Linked DNA regions of Anser cygnoides: region 2 is linked to region 1. A link is a contact called in public Hi-C data. All regions are on one chromosome and are shown on one strand. Each heading gives the region's core, a stretch centred on a gene start, on an enhancer-like site or on the middle of the called end of the contact. The rest is flanking DNA. Distances are from core to core; before and after follow the strand shown.

Region 1 (7,394 bases), core at 1,722-4,221:
CCTGCAAATGGGGAAGACCTAATTTATGCGCACCTTTGGGTTAACTGAAGTTCAGGGCGTTCTCCAGGCAGGTTGGTGAAGGTCCATGTAAAGTAACTTCCCTCCCCAGCTGGCCAACATGAACGTCCCCGTGCCTCCAACACCAGCACACGAGGATGCGGCATCCTGTGCATGGGCTGGTCTCGCTGCCAGGCGCTGAAGCAGCTCCTGCACCCACCGCGCTGGCTCCATCAGGCTCCCTGGGCTTCGCAGCACCGTGCCAAAAATCCCTCCCCATCCCCACCATATCCAAGAGAAGAGGGGAAGCCTTCCTTCTTCCACCAAGAAGGAATTTGCACCAGGGGATGCTCCTTCTGTGACGAACACAAGGAACCAAGTTCTTCTCCAAGGAAACATGGTTCTCCCCAGCCCTGCGTGAGGTCTCCAGCAATGAGCCCAGCCAGAAGAAGCATCCAGGGTGTAGGCAAGAGCAAATGCAATGCTGCTCCTTCTGGCAGCTTGGCTGGCTCCTGGTGGGACTCAGGCTGAGTGACCATGACGTGGGCCACCAGCACGGACTGTCCTCCCGAGGAAGGTGTGGAGGTGGAAGGATGGAAAAGGGCTGTGAGCAGTGGCAGCTCTGGGGGGAGCAGAGGAGGTGGCAGGCCCGATGGGAAGCTCGTTTTGGATCACGCTCACCCATGACCGTCTTCCTCATCCAAAGCAAATGCAATGAAAATATTGCTGGGGAGGGGTAAAATAAATGCAGTTCCCAGCCTCTCCCAGTGCCCCTCTTCTCCTAACTGAGCCAACCCCATGGAGCACACAAGCCTGGGCTGTTCCCATGTCCCTGCCATCAGCACTTGCAGGGCGGCACCACCAGCTCCCAACCCCCTTAGGGACACTTCTGCTCCAGAAACCCCCCTTCTCTTGAAACCCCAGCCTGATGATTGCCACCAGTTGTCACCGTTTTGTCTCATCTTTTTAGGAACAGCTCCCCCAGGCTCTGGGGATGCTGGGGACGTGGTGTTTGCTGGCCCAATGAGGGTCAGGTTTGAGGAGAGCCAGACTGCAGGCTGGCTGGCATTTTCAACAAGCAAAATATTTTTTTATGACCTCCTTCATGTCTTTAAGAAAATTATAATGGATGTCAGAGCAAAAAAGCCACAGTCGGGTAGGATTGGGAAGTTTCTGCATGTCCTGCTGTTATTTGCTGGAGATGTTCCTTCTCGCTGAGTGGGACCGGTGCTCCCTCTTTGAGCCCAGAGTGGCATCTGTTAGGCTCAGGCTCCCTCTAGTGCCTCTACGTCCTGGTGTCCCCGCTTCTCCAGGTGGCTTCTCCAGGGCCTTTTGTCCCTGGGGACCTTCCTTCGTCCCTACTCCCCTCCAGCATTGCTGGTGTGGGCTTACACCACAGCCAAGCCCCGTTTGCCGTCTCCCCCTTCCCAGTAGCTCAGCAGTTTTTAGGAAGGCTCCAAAGCCCATGTCAAGCAAAGTCCTCTGGGCTCCTTCCAGCCAGCACCTGACCCTCTCAGCACGTGGATGTGTTGGCACGAAGGGCACCCCATGTTCTGCCCGCCTTTCACCATGGGCTGGGGCAGAACCAGGAAACGCTGGGAGAAGTTTCTCCCACGTCCATCTTCCATAAATATCAGGACACCACCAAAATGCCATGTCAGACGTCAACAAAGTCCTGCCCACCTCTCTTTGCAGGTGGTTTCTCAGAAAGCAGCAATGCTTTTCTGATCTATACCCATGGGCATCAGCGCAAAAGCCACATCAAACCCAACAGGATGAATTGTGTAATGTGAGGGCATCAACGGAGAGGACACTGTTGTCAGAGACACTTAGAGATTTTTGTTTTAACTTATGATTATTTTTTTTTTTCAGAATAATTTTGCAGCAGTAATAATTACCACCCTTTTTAATGAGCGCAGCTCTTGTAATGGATGACACGCAGGATAACATGCACTAATTATGTCTGTAATCGCTAAAAGCATGGTTGAAGGTTTCAAACCAGCTGATCGGTCTTGGTGAGGCTGTAATTGGAGACACAGCAGCTCATTAGAGCTTGGGAGAGACTCGAGGGGTCACAAGAACCCGACAGTGCATCATGCTTGATCCCGCCCTGGGTCATCCTTCCCTTTTTGGTATTCTGCCCTGGGTCATCCTTTCTTTTTTGGTATTCTGCCCTGGGTCATCTTTTCTTTTTTGGTATTCTGCATTTGCTTACAGTGTGTTATAAACAACCCTGAAGGTACCATGCTCAAACCCATAAAGGGACTGCAGCGCCACAGTTTTGTTTTACTTGAAAGAGGATTGCTGAGACTGTAAAATAAAAACTTCTGTTTCTTCCTGGTAAGGAAAGCTCAGAAATGAGTGAAAAGGTCAAGAGTTTTCTTAATCCAGTGGCCAAGGTAAGGGCAGGGTGCTTGCTTCTGCCTTCTGCAACGCAGTGGGGCAAATGTTTTTCTAGGATTTGCTTTCGTCAGCTGCCAAGCTCCTCTTGCTGGGCTGTGAGGGGGAGTTTGCACATGGAGAAGGGTTTGGGGAGCAGCTTGCCCGAGCTGTCCAGCTGCACCGTGCCTGCGGCAGTGCTACTTCCATCTATTTGTGCACCGTGTGCCCGCAGCAGCTGCCCGGAGGGAACTAACACAGCTAAAAAACGTGCAACTTAAGATTTCGCTGGAAATAAGTACTGAAGTTAAATTGCGTTGGCTTTCTTTTTCCTGACTGGTTTCATTTCAGCCCGGCCGCTTTCCCCGTCTGTCACGGGTAACTTATTTTTCCCCCCGTTTTTATGACAGGACGAGGCGACGAGCTGGAGGGGTGGCGGGGCGGCCAGCGGCTGTTTTCTTCCTCCCACCCCGGCTAGCTGAAGCAATTCCAGCGGGGAACGGCCTGTCGGCGGCCATGCTGCGGGGGGGCACCGTGCTGCCCCGCAGGGGCCGGGCCCGGGGCCGGCCGTAGGGCGGAACCATGCCGCGGGGGCGCGTGTTGCGCACCGGGCCGTGCCGGGCTTCCGGTGCGGGCGGCCGCCATTTCCCAGCAGCCCCGGCGCCGGGCCTTTCTCTTCCGGTGCGGCGGCAGCGGCTGCGTTTGGGTGAGTGTCGCGATCGGTCGCGATCCGCCTCCATCCGCCTCCGTCCGCGGCCCGCGATCGGCGCGGCGGGCTGGGAGGGGAGGCGGGGAGCCGTGCGAGCCGATCCGAGCCCCACGTCCGTGTCCGTGTCCCGCAGGTGCAGCCATGGCCAAGTCCAAGAACCACACCACGCACAACCAGTGTGAGTCGGGGCGGGGGGCGGGGGGCGCGGGGCCGGGCGCGGCCCTGTCAGCGAGGCTGCTGCCGGGGCCGCCGGGGGGCCGAGGCGTGTGCGGGGGCAGCGCCCCTCGCGCTCTGGTAAGGAGCGGCCCCAGATCCGTGGGTCAGGGGCTGCAGTGCCGGGGGGGGAGAGGCGCTGCCCTCGTCTGAGTCTAGCCAGGGCGCGAAGGGTTGGGTGGCTCGTAGTTTTGGCGGATATTCAAAAGGAAGCTGGTGCAGCTGTTTAACTGTGGTTGAAGTTTTAATTTGAGTTGTTTCCTTGTTTTCCGCGTAGCCCGCAAGTGGCACAGGAATGGCATCAAGAAACCCAGGTCCCATAGATACGAGTCCCTCAAAGGGGTGAGTATGTCTGTTAATGTTCTTGGGCTGGTCGTTTGCATGACAAAATCCAGCCTTGGTGTTTCTTTGACTGCCAGCTTTCTAGCAGATGGGGGCTTGTGTTTTGGAGGGTCAGAACCGCTGGGGGTCCCTCTCTCATCGTGTGCTCACCTTGCTGGCAGCAGTGATAGTTCTAACCCATCTGAAATCCACATTGCACGTCTACAAAAACTAATTTTGAGTTACTGGCAAATTTTGTCTCTGTTGCACGTCAGTTGTTTCACCGCTCTTTTCTGCTTTGATTCCCGTTGTGTCTCCTCTGTACCCTCCAGCGTTGTTCCGCTGGCTGTACTAATACACAGAAGCTCATCCAGAAAGTGAGAGGAGTTGACTTTTCTGGACGGTGCACGTGGAAATGGCAAAATCTTGCTTTTTCTGAGGTTATACACGTGGTACACCACTGTCTTTCTCCACATTTGAAAGGGACAGAAAAAGCAGGATGTTCTGGCTACAGAGGGGGCTGTGGTTCCGTTTGCCTTGTAGATGTGATGATTGGCTTTTCAGAGGTGATGTAAAAGCTTGTCTTTTGCCTAGCTCAGTGAGGACTCAGCACCCTGAAAACAGCTGGGCTGTTTCTGAGTGTGTCCTCTCGCCAAGAGCGTGTGACTTGAGATGGCAAAAATCCTGTGTGGACCAGGTGAAATGCTGCTTTCAGCAAAGTAACGGATGTTTCTCAGTGGGATGCTGACATTTCTGAGAATTGCTCCTAGCCACGAAAGGATGTGTTGTGAGCCACTAGTGGACAAAAAAAATAAGGAGCAGCTCTCTTCCATGGTGGTATATTTTTCCTTTAATATAAAAAAGAAAGGCCCAAGGAAACGGTGTTGATCTTTGCCAAAGGATTGCATGCATGTATGCTCACCTGGCAAGATTTGTTTGTGATGCTTCTGATTAAGAATGTGTCATGGCACAAAAATGAAGTTTGTCTTGTTTACATTTTTACTCAATTTATCCTGTTCTTTCTCTATATTTATTGCTGGGGCTTGGGATCCTTCTTAGTTTAGAAATGAAGGAAAATAGTTTAAAGGATGGCTATACCTGGTTAAAAGAATTCTGTTGAAATAAGAAAACCAAATGAGAAAACTTACTTGAATTAATTGCAGCTAGCATTTGGAAATCACTGAAGCATAATGGAAACATGTTTTTACCTACGTCTTTTCTGCAGCGTGTCTTACCTTTTTCCTTCGTTTTTATAGGTTGATCCCAAGTTTCTGAGGAACATGAGATTCGCAAAGAAGCACAATAAGAAGGGGCTGAAGAAGATGCAGGCCAACAATGCCAAGCAGGCAGCTCTGCAGAAAAAGGACTGACGTGGTTTAAGACAAAAGAACCAGTTTTCCTGTTGTCATGTGTTAAAACATTTTGTACAAATAAAATTGGACATAACTAAGTCTTCACCTCCTGAATTTGAGGAGAACCCTCGAAAACGTCCTGAGCTGTATTTTAAATGCCAGTCGTGTCATCACGTCCGCATGTAGCAGCTAGTGTGTGGCTTTGTTCTCTGGCAGGTCAGCAGGAGGGGCTGTGTGTCAGTATTCTCAGCCTCCAGATGTATGAGCTAGAACAGTTGCTGCCTCCTCAGTGCTGCAGTTGGTGGTACAGGTTATGAACACCTACGAGTTGGCAGCCTGTTTTCAGTTTGTGGAATGGTATAGAGTGAAGCTTTAAAATACAAACAGGAAGCAACGTGTTTTGTGTTGCTTGGGCTCTTAGATGATAGCATTCAGTGAAGGTAGAACTGATTTTGATACTGGCATGTGCGTTCAGAGCTCTCATACTGCAATTTTTGTGGTAGTTCTTATTGTTGTCAGAGCAAGATCAGGCTTCCAAGGGCTATCCAAGCATCTGCTGCTTTACTGTTCAGGTAGGGTAGCTACAGCAACAACAATCCTGAGAAACGGGAGGGTTCTGAGTGCCAGCTACAGTGTTAGAGGTTGTAGCAATTAATAGAAGTGGTTTGTAGTGTTTTCTAAAATGCTTCAAGTAAAGTGTGATAAGGGATATAGGACAATATAAAATAGCCAGATTTTCATAGCTGCTGTAACAAAAAAAGTCCCTACCTGATGAAGCTTGCTGGCTGGTGAGATCATGGGAGTAGCACAGGAGATGTGGTGCCAGGACAGGGTTGTTACTGTCATGTAGGTAGAGGTGGACTCGGCTTTCCAGGTCACAGCAGTTAGCAAAGCTGGCTCAAGATGAGTGGTTTTGGTACTGAAGTGAACCGCCTGTTAAGAGGCAATGGACCTTTCCTGAAATTGTAATTGCAAGGCTTGTCCGCCTGGTGGTGTAAATTCAGCTCAAGAGCTGGAGGTAAGCAAGTAACTTGTGACTTTCCGGTATAGCAGCAAAACACCTGCTGGATGGAAAAAAAATGCAGCAAAACATCCAGTTAGTGTAAGTGACTTTTTAAAAATAGTTTAGCTAATTACTGGAATGAAATACTGTTTTGAAACAAGGTAAGTATTTTGAATTCTGTGTGGCCTGAAGTGATTCCACAAGACTTTTCCTGATTTCCGAACGCTTCTCAAATTTCTTTTACTGATAAAAATACCACTAAGCTGTAAACCAAGCAATATAAAGTGATTTACTAACTTAAATCTCAGGAGTTGAGGGTTCTTGCAGTCTGAGGAAAGTGCAGCCCCCACCTGTATGATTCCTGCTGCAGGCATCTCTTGGACTCTTCTGGAGGTTGAAGTTTCTCTTCTGGAAGAACTTGGTGGCTGTGCGAGAGCAACGTGTGGGTAGGGAGGGGTGATGTGCTGGGGGGGTTGGAGAGTGAGTGGTCACCCCGTTTGTATCACTGCGTAGAAGAATCTGCTAAATAGCTGGGACAGAAAGGCTGCCTGGTCCCTGCTGCCATCAGGTGAGCCAAAAGCCTGTGCTTGCCTTGGAGAGGTTCCTGGTGATGGCAATCATCCCTGTAAAGTTTTTTGGCAACCCGTAATACCTAGGGACAGCTCCAGAGTGCTTAAATCTTGATAGCACCAGTGATACCCGAGTGCCTTTCAGCATCAGTGGTCTTTGAGTTCTATGGCAGGTGCCTTCCTTCGAGTGAGATTGTCGACAAAAGCAAGATCCCATAGCTGCAGTTCCCGTTAACAGGCACCTTGCCTCAGGATGCTGCTGGTGTTGGAGGAGGTGAAGTGGCTGGTCCACCCACCTGAATGAAGGACAGTGTGCTGCTGGTCTGCCCTGTGACAGTAAGTAAAAGAAAACACAATTTCTAAAGCGGTGGCTCGCTGTTTTGCTGCACCTTCGCCCATGTGTCCACAGATATCCAACCTGCTTTCAGTTCTACCTTTTAAGTCTCCCACTAAGGCTTTCCTCTCTAAGAAGGCGGATTTCATCTCTGCGTCTTCTCCAGAGGGCTCATGCTGTGAGAATAATACACCCACAGGATGTGGTTTGAGGGAAGAGAGAGAGGCAGGGGTTGGACTGTGAAAAGGATCTTGGCACGTTAATGAGAAGCAGAGGGAGAAAACCAGGCTTCCAGTGGCTCCACAGAACTGGCCCAGGCCTGCCTCGATGCAGTCTTTTCATCTTGCTGCCCTTCATGCTGCCCTTCAGAGGGACAGCTTCCCAAATATGGGCTTGCTGACTTTCTGACCAAAATAGCGGCTGCGTGACAAAATGCAGCACAGAGGAACGTAACCTTAATCCAGGCATCATTGTGAAGCGAGAGACAAGAATTTGTGAGCTTCCACGGCAGCTCGGT
Region 2 (7,394 bases), core at 3,611-6,110, 310 kb before region 1:
GGCACGTGGGGAACAAACACCAAAGGGCCCTGCTGTCACTGCCCTGCTTGCTCTTCTCTGCCTTCCTGTTCTCTAAGGATGAGCTTCTATTTTGGCATATAAATGAGAAATGATTAGAAATGGGGCATGTAGGTATATAGGTATACCTACATAGGGATATGTAGCTATAGGTATATATCCTCCACAAGGGAGGTTGTCGTAAGGGTGGTGGTGTGTGGCTTTCACACCTGTTCATTTAAAGCCTGCTGATAAAAAGGGTATATAATCGGAAATTTTCTCCAGTTTTCTCCCTGCCAGGAGCCTGGAGCCTGGGAAGCAGAGGGAGGGAAGCAGGCAAGCCGTCGTTGCTGTTATCCCAGTTTGGTTGGATCAGAGGTTGCCCTGATGGCTGGAGGAGCCTGTGGGGACTCATCTCCTGCTTGTCCCTTTCTGTCCTGGATTTTACAGAAAGTATGGGGGCCTCCCAAGCTGTCATCGAAGCAGCTCTCTCAGCCAAAGCAGTGTGAGAAGTACTGGGCTGATATTTCTGGATAAATTAGGTTTTGGCTCTGCAGATTGGATTTGGTTTTTTTGCACCCAGGTGGAAGCGAACCCTTTGCTGTAAAAATGCAGATGATTCCTCAAACTCTGAAGATGGAGCCAGGCTATTCTTGGGTGCCCAGTGAAAGGGTGGGAGGCAATGGGCACAAACTGAAGCACGGCATGTAATGGTTAAATGTAAGGAAACACTTTTTCACTGTGATGGTGGTCGAACACTGCATCAGGTTGCCCAGAGAGGGCGTGGAGTCTCCATTCTTGGAGATATTGGGAACCCAACTGGGATGGGGTCCTGCTCCAGCAGACCCCGCTGCGATGCTCTCCAGAGGGACCTCCAGCCTTAGCCCTTCTGGGCTTCTGCAACCACTAAGAGCTGATCACAGAAAACAGAAAAACAGAGTTCTTGGAGCCTTGATTTTTGCTGCAAAGAGAAGATAACGTCCACCACAGCCTGCAACACTCTGCAGACACAGCTTTGCTCCTCCATGGTTGCCACAGAGCTTCTGGATCTACCTGGAGACATCTGCGTGGTGGAAAGGTGGGAACCAGCCTCAGGGGAAGCCTCCTACCCTGAGCCTCCTTCAGAAGGCCGGAACCTGGGCGTGGATTTTCGTTGCAGCTCTTGAGGGGTTTCCTCAACCTTGGCGGTGCTTTCCAGGTCTGACGAGAGGCAAAGATGATGTCAGAAGAGTCAGGTGGGAGGCAGGAACAGAGGCCCATGGAGATTGAGGCTAATCTGGAAGAAGGAGGAACACAAGTGGAGGCCGGGCACTGCAAAGGCGCTGTGAGGCCGCACATGCCTCCTTTTACATTTGGCCGTGTGGATTCTCCTGCAGGGACGTACCAGAGAACCATTGTGCAGTCTTTGGCCCAGAATCCACAGACACCGCGACATGCAAATCTCCAACTCTAGAGCAAAAGTGCCTTCCAGAGAGGGACAAGCGATGCTGTCCCATCTCGTAGAGCAAAAATGGCAGCACCCAGCAACTCATCAGCCTGAGCTCCCCGCATCCCGGCCCAGCATCTCCACTGGTGACTACACACGAGCAACACCACCCTGACCCTGCTGGACACAAGGCAGCTTCCCGCCGGCAGAATGCACTTCCCAGGGCTCAGCATCCACGCAGGATGGAGCCCACCGGAGAAGCAGGGCGGTGTGAGGAAGGGGAAATCTGCTCCCACCCCCAGGAGCTGCCTGCAGGTTCACGGCTGTTGCTGCACAGGGAGGGCTCGCTGCAGAAAGCGTCGCAGCGCGTAGATCCTCCCACTGATCGCTTGTGGGTGAAGTGCTTCACCAGGCCAAAGTCATCTGACATTTTTCTTGCGGGCGGCTGAAGCTAATGAATCCAGATTAGGCAGTGCGGAGGCTGGGGAGCTAGATTTCTGCTGAATATATACGAAGACAAATGTAAATTCTAAATTTCTAGGGAGTATTTTTACCCTGGCTCAGCGTTAGTGTTGATAAAAATAGTCACAAATTAGTGCAGGAGTAGAAAGTAAATTTGGGGTTTTTTTTATTTTATTTATTTATTTGTTTAATTTTACTGTTAAAGCCGTGCATCTATTTCTCTACCAGGAGTTAACCTCTTACATGCAATAATGAAACATTGTGTAAACAATGAACAACTGCCCTTCCCTGACAGATTTACTCCTACTTCAATTAAGTGATTAGTGAAGAGAACTGAAGTTAAATTATATATATATGTATATATAAAGTGATTCAATCCCAGAAATTCAGCACTGCAAGGAGGATGCTAAGGATGGTAGCATCAAACCAGCCCTCCTGCCTGTTTCCCTAGCAGCTAAATGTGCTTGCAAAGGTGACAGGGAGGGAGGCACTAACTCTGCTGTACAGGTGGGAAAACCTACTAACTGTGCTGTTACCTCTTGTCCTGCCGTGACTCTTGGTCTTTGTTTCTGCAACATAAAACAAAGATCCAGGTGGAAAATAGACGCCAAAACACAGCCCTGGGTAGAAAAAAGACATCAAAACACAGTCCCCGGGCTCAGGAGGTGAGAGGCGGTGGCAAAGGGAGTGAGGAACCGGAGGTGGCGGCTGCCTCAGCATCGCAGGGGAGCAGAGAATGGATGAGGACAAAAGCACCCCGAACCCAAGATGTGGCTGTGGCCACGGTGGGCTGGAAGGAGGGGGGAGTCCTCCCAGACAGGGACAAGGAGCAGAAGGATGCGTGCACACCTTTGTGTCAGGCACCCGCAGCCAGCTGAGGTGCGGCACGGAGAAGGGAGCCATCCGCTTGCTACTGCACAGCGTTGTCCTTGTCCCCAAACGCTTGGGACCCTTCAGAGCTGAGCCGAAAGCTGCTCATTTCTGGGCACCGACCTTTGCTGGCACCAAAGCCACGTGCACGGCAAGACCAAAAGTCACCGAAAGCCCCGAGGCGGCCCCCGGCCCCAGCTGCGTGCGTCCTCTCTGCCTCTTCTGCTCTCCGCAGGAAACCAGATGTGGGTGCCTGCTCCTTTGCAGGGCACCGAGGAGCGCAGAGCTCTCGGCAGAGCTTCCTCTGCAGGGGAGATGCGCCGGGAGGCGGCGGGGGGACGGCACGCGGGGACCCGCCGCCGGTGCACGGTGATGACTCGGTTTCATCTCGCTTTTGGCTTCGCTGCATTTTGGAGCAGCTGACTCAAGAGGGCAGCAAGCCGACAGGCTGGCACAGCCTCCAGCTGCCAGCCCTGCCCGCCCCTGACCCCGCCACGGGCCTGTCCCCCCGCGGGGCTGTGTTCACCATAACCCCACCGTAACCCACGCTCCTGCCACAGGAGGTGGGAGAAGCCGGGGGGGCTCTATTGCCCCCTCCCGATGTTCCCCGGCTCCTGGCTGGGCAGGCAGGGATGCCACGCTGCTGCTGGGTGACGTTCTCTGGCCCTCACCTTCACTGGCGAGAAATCTGGTCTTGCCTCTGCAGGTGATGCGCCTGGAACCTGTCCTGCTCGGAGGTTTACGTGTTCGCTAACGTGACCACAGGACGGAGGTGAAGCGCATCCCTGCTCACAGCGGTTACTGCTGCCTCCCAAAGGGGAGCCCAGGAGCCCCCCTAAAATTCCTGGCACTGAGCGTACCCCCAGTAGGCTGAGCATGCTCAGTACACCAAGGGCTTTAGACCCAGATGTGCCTTCTTTGCACAGCCCACTGCTGTTCCACTTAGGAATCGAAGGTACTTTGAGAAATGTTCTGAAAGGTCAGCTATTTTCACAGTGGCTTGCATAAGAACCTCAACATCCTTTGCTGCAAGAGTGGCGTTAGTAACTTCCTACTGCAACGCTGAATCACAATAGCTTCCCACAGCAACCAGCAGTAAAAATAAACTGGGCAAGGGGAAGTGGACAGCTTCAGCTGTTCCGCTTTCTCAGGCACACACTTGAGTCACAGAGAAGCAATGTAGAAGCAGACGTTTATTTTGCTGATAGCAATGAAATCCACGAACGGCTCTGAGCACGGTCCTGCTGAAAGCACAGGGTTTTGTAACGGGATGCTCGACGTGCTCGAAGTTCAGCATGTTCCCAAGTGCTGCGCTGGTTCTGCATTCCCATTAGGGTTATGCTTAACGACCAGGCTAAAAGGAGACAGGCTGGGGCTGCGTGCTTTATACAATCCAGCATGTATTTTTTTGCCTAGGCACACAGCATCATTCGAACAGCAGCTTTAAAGCCTGTTACAACTCAGACTGCGTACGTGTGTTTGTGTGCGCGTGTGCAGGGAAGGGGGGTGTTACAGAACGACATCTTTCCCGTTACACAAGACACATCCCGGGCCTTGACTTTCAGCCGGCTGGGAAAAACCCCGCAGACACCCAGCCGGGTCCCTGAGCCTGGGAGTCTGCTGCTGGGGCAGACCCAGGCCCTTTACCCTCTGTGGCAGTATTTTCAGGGAGGGCGTAGAGCGAGGGGCTACAGTGAGAAGAAGCTGTTGCCACGAAGGCACGGCTCGTCCGTCTTGGGCTGGGAGCGGCTGATGCCCGCGGGGATTTGGGGAGCGCAGGCCTGGAGGATTCCCGGGGGGGGGGCCTGGACCCGCCGCCGCCTCCCCGGGCCTGGGTCCCGCCGCCGAGGCCCGCGGGACCCCGCGCCCCTTCCCGCGCTCGGCGGCCCCGCCCCTGCCCATATACGGCCGCCCGCCTCCCTCCCGCCGCGCCCTCATTGGCTCCGGCGGACGGCGGGGGCGTGGCGGCGCGGGAGGGGGCGCGGCCTGTCGGGCGCGCCATGGCGGGGCGGGGCGCGCCGAGCTGTGCCGCGCCCCCGGCCCCCCCCGGCCCGCCCCCCGGCCCGCCCCCGCGGCACGACCCGGCGGGCCGGCGGAGAGCCCCGCTTTAAGGGAGGCCGCCGGGATGGGGCGCGCCGCCTAGGGCAGAGCGGGGCCGCCGTGCTCCGGGCCGCAGGCAGCGCGCAGCGCACGGCCGGGCCGAGCCCAGCCCAGCCCAGCCCAGCCCAGTCCAGCCCAGGGAGCCGCGGCGGGGGTGGCCGCTGGGGGCCGGGCCCTCGCTCGCTCGCTGGCCGCCCGCCCGCCCGCCGCCGCCGCCGAGCCCCATGAAAACGCAGGTCTGGGGGAGCTCCCCGCGGGCGCCCATGGCTGCGGCGATGCCGTGCAAGAGCGCGGAGTGGCTGCAGGAGGAGCTGGAGTCGGGAGGCGGCCGGTCGCTGCTGCTGCTCGACTGCCGCCCCCACGAGCTGTTCGAGAGCTCGCACATCGAGACCGCCATCAACCTGGCCATCCCCGGGCTGATGCTGCGCCGCCTGAAGAAGGGCAACCTGCCCATCCGCTCCATCATCCCCAACCACGAGGACAAGGAGCGCTTCGTCAAGCGCTGCAAGGCCGACACCGTGCTGCTCTACGACGAGGCCACCGCCGACTGGCAGGACGGCGGCGCCGCCACCTCCGTGCTGGGGCTGCTGCTCCAGAAGCTGCGCGACGACGGCTGCAAAGCCTATTACCTGAAAGGTGAGCTGCCCCCCGCCCCGGAGCCCCGGCCGGCCCTGCTCCCGCACCCCCCCCCCGCGCCGCCGGGTGCAGCGATCCCCCCCGGCTTTAATCCCCGGAACAAAATGGTGGGAGGCTGCCAGCGCCCCGCTGCCTTCTCCCCCCCCGGCAGCGGCGGCAGCCTTCGTGCCCGGCGGGGGCAGCCCCCTGCGTTCCCCGCAGCCTCCCCTGCCCCGACCCCAGCAGCCCCCGGCTGGGTCGCTGCAGCCCCCGCGGCGCCCCACGCCTCTCCCCTTCAGAAAGGGCCTCCGTCCCTTGTATTTCCCTTCCCCAAAAAAAGCCGCCCGCACCCCCCATTCACTTTCCTTGGAAACAGCAGCCTGTCTGGGAGGGGGCTGCCCCCCCCCACCTCCCCCGTAGGACGATGCAGGAGCCGGGGGGGGGGGGACCCTGCGTATCCCCCCCCCCCCCCGCACATGCCCTTTCCTGCGGTTTTGGGGTATCTGGGGACCGTTTCGGAACATCCCGGCGGGCCTCCGTGTGGGGCTGAGCGGAGCCCGCAGCCGGGCTGCCGGCCCCTTCCCGGGCTGCCGGTGCGGTCGCTGGGTGGCGGCGTTGGGGCAGGAATAGCAGCGGAGGCGAGGCGGCCCTGCGGGGGAGGGGTGCGAAAGCTGCCACTTGCAGCCCTTTAAAAACGCTGCTGCTCCTTAATAGACCCTTTTATGGGAGCCGGGGGAGCCCCTGGTATGGGCCTGGGGAGGCAGGGAGATAGGCAGGTATTTGGGGACGAGCCCCCAGAGCGCACTGCTCTGCACCAGCCTCCTCGGAAAGCGACGTGGAGGGGGGGACCCAGGCCCCGAGCACAGGGACTGGCCCTCTTCCCCGTGCCCCCCTTCCCTCTGCTCCCTGCCGGTGCTGGTGGGCGAAGCCCCCAGCCCGTCCTGGCTTCGAGCTTCCCAACGAGCCCTGCTGCTCCTCCGCTTTGACTTCGTGTTTCTCTCCCCGTCGTCCTCCTCCTCCTGGAGAGGAGGGAGCAGCTTTGAAGTTGCTCTGAGCTGTCCCTAACGGGCGGGGGGCTGGGGGTGAGCCCCTTTCTCTGCCTCTTTCCGGGAGCCTTGGTGGGAAATGTTTCCAATTAAAATTCCAAAATGGCTCCTCGGCGCTGTCTGGCTGCGCGGGAGGGAGGAGGAGGAGGAGGACAAGCCTTTTTTCATGAATGGATGTGGCAGGAGCTATCTGTCCTGCTCGGTGACCCCGCCACAACCACCGAACCCACTAACAAAGTTTCCAGGAGGCCTTTCTAATTAAACCATTTGTCAGTGTCAGATACTGATGGCTGGATGCTGGTTTAATGTTGCCTGGAAGGAGGCAGATTGGTGGGGTTTTTGCTGCTCTCTCTGCCTTCCTTCCCAAGATGTCGAGCTGAGGAGCTGGAGGGGAGTGAGTACTTAGGGTACATGAGGGGTCCCATCCCTCCTCAAGCCAGCTTTGGTTTGGGTGAAGAACGAACCCGTGGAGCTGCCCTGTCACAAAGCACGTTCGCAGTGATAAATTAGGTGTGAGAATGGCTCTTTGGCAAAACTTATGGCCTTTTTCCCTGCTAGAAGGTGAATTATTTTATGGGGTTTTAGTGTCTGAGCTGGGCCTTTGCTTGTTGTTCTTGGTTTATCTCTTCAGACATGGATACTTTTGTGCTTTTCTGCCTAGGTGGCATAATAGCTCTTGCCTAAACTGCCCTAGCCCCGTGTGCCAAGAAGCTAAATGAGGCGAGATTGTCTCTTGCCATTTATTTTATTTTTGGATGTTTGTTTCTTTTGATGCAGTTGAGATTTGGCCTGTATTTATTAAACTTAGTAAGGAACTTTCTTTGCTTGGGACCCGTTTGCCCAGTAACAGGCTGCTGGGGAAGGCGAAGGAGCAGGGA

Evidence for each region. Hi-C and Micro-C count contacts between places; a contact is called where the count stands out from the background.
Region 2: a contact with region 1 is called in a Hi-C map of liver, with 1.6 times the contacts expected there. The contact joins the promoter of DUSP7 here to the promoter of RPL29 in region 1. A contact is called at or near these places in 2 of 7 Hi-C or Micro-C datasets (both in liver).

What each region holds. Positions count from the first base shown.
Region 1 is chr10:17,327,442-17,334,835 of Taihu_goose_T2T_genome, reverse strand. It overlaps RPL29 (ribosomal protein L29), which reads left to right and starts at 2,971. Exons shown (of 4, transcript XM_048074616.2): 1 at 2,971-3,082; 2 at 3,219-3,263; 3 at 3,576-3,640; 4 at 4,876-5,069. The coding sequence starts at 3,227. The coding sequence ends at 4,989.
Region 2 is chr10:17,640,962-17,648,355 of Taihu_goose_T2T_genome, reverse strand. DUSP7 (dual specificity phosphatase 7) reads left to right here and starts at 4,860. Exons shown (of 3, transcript XM_048074605.2): 1 at 4,860-5,491. The coding sequence starts at 5,080.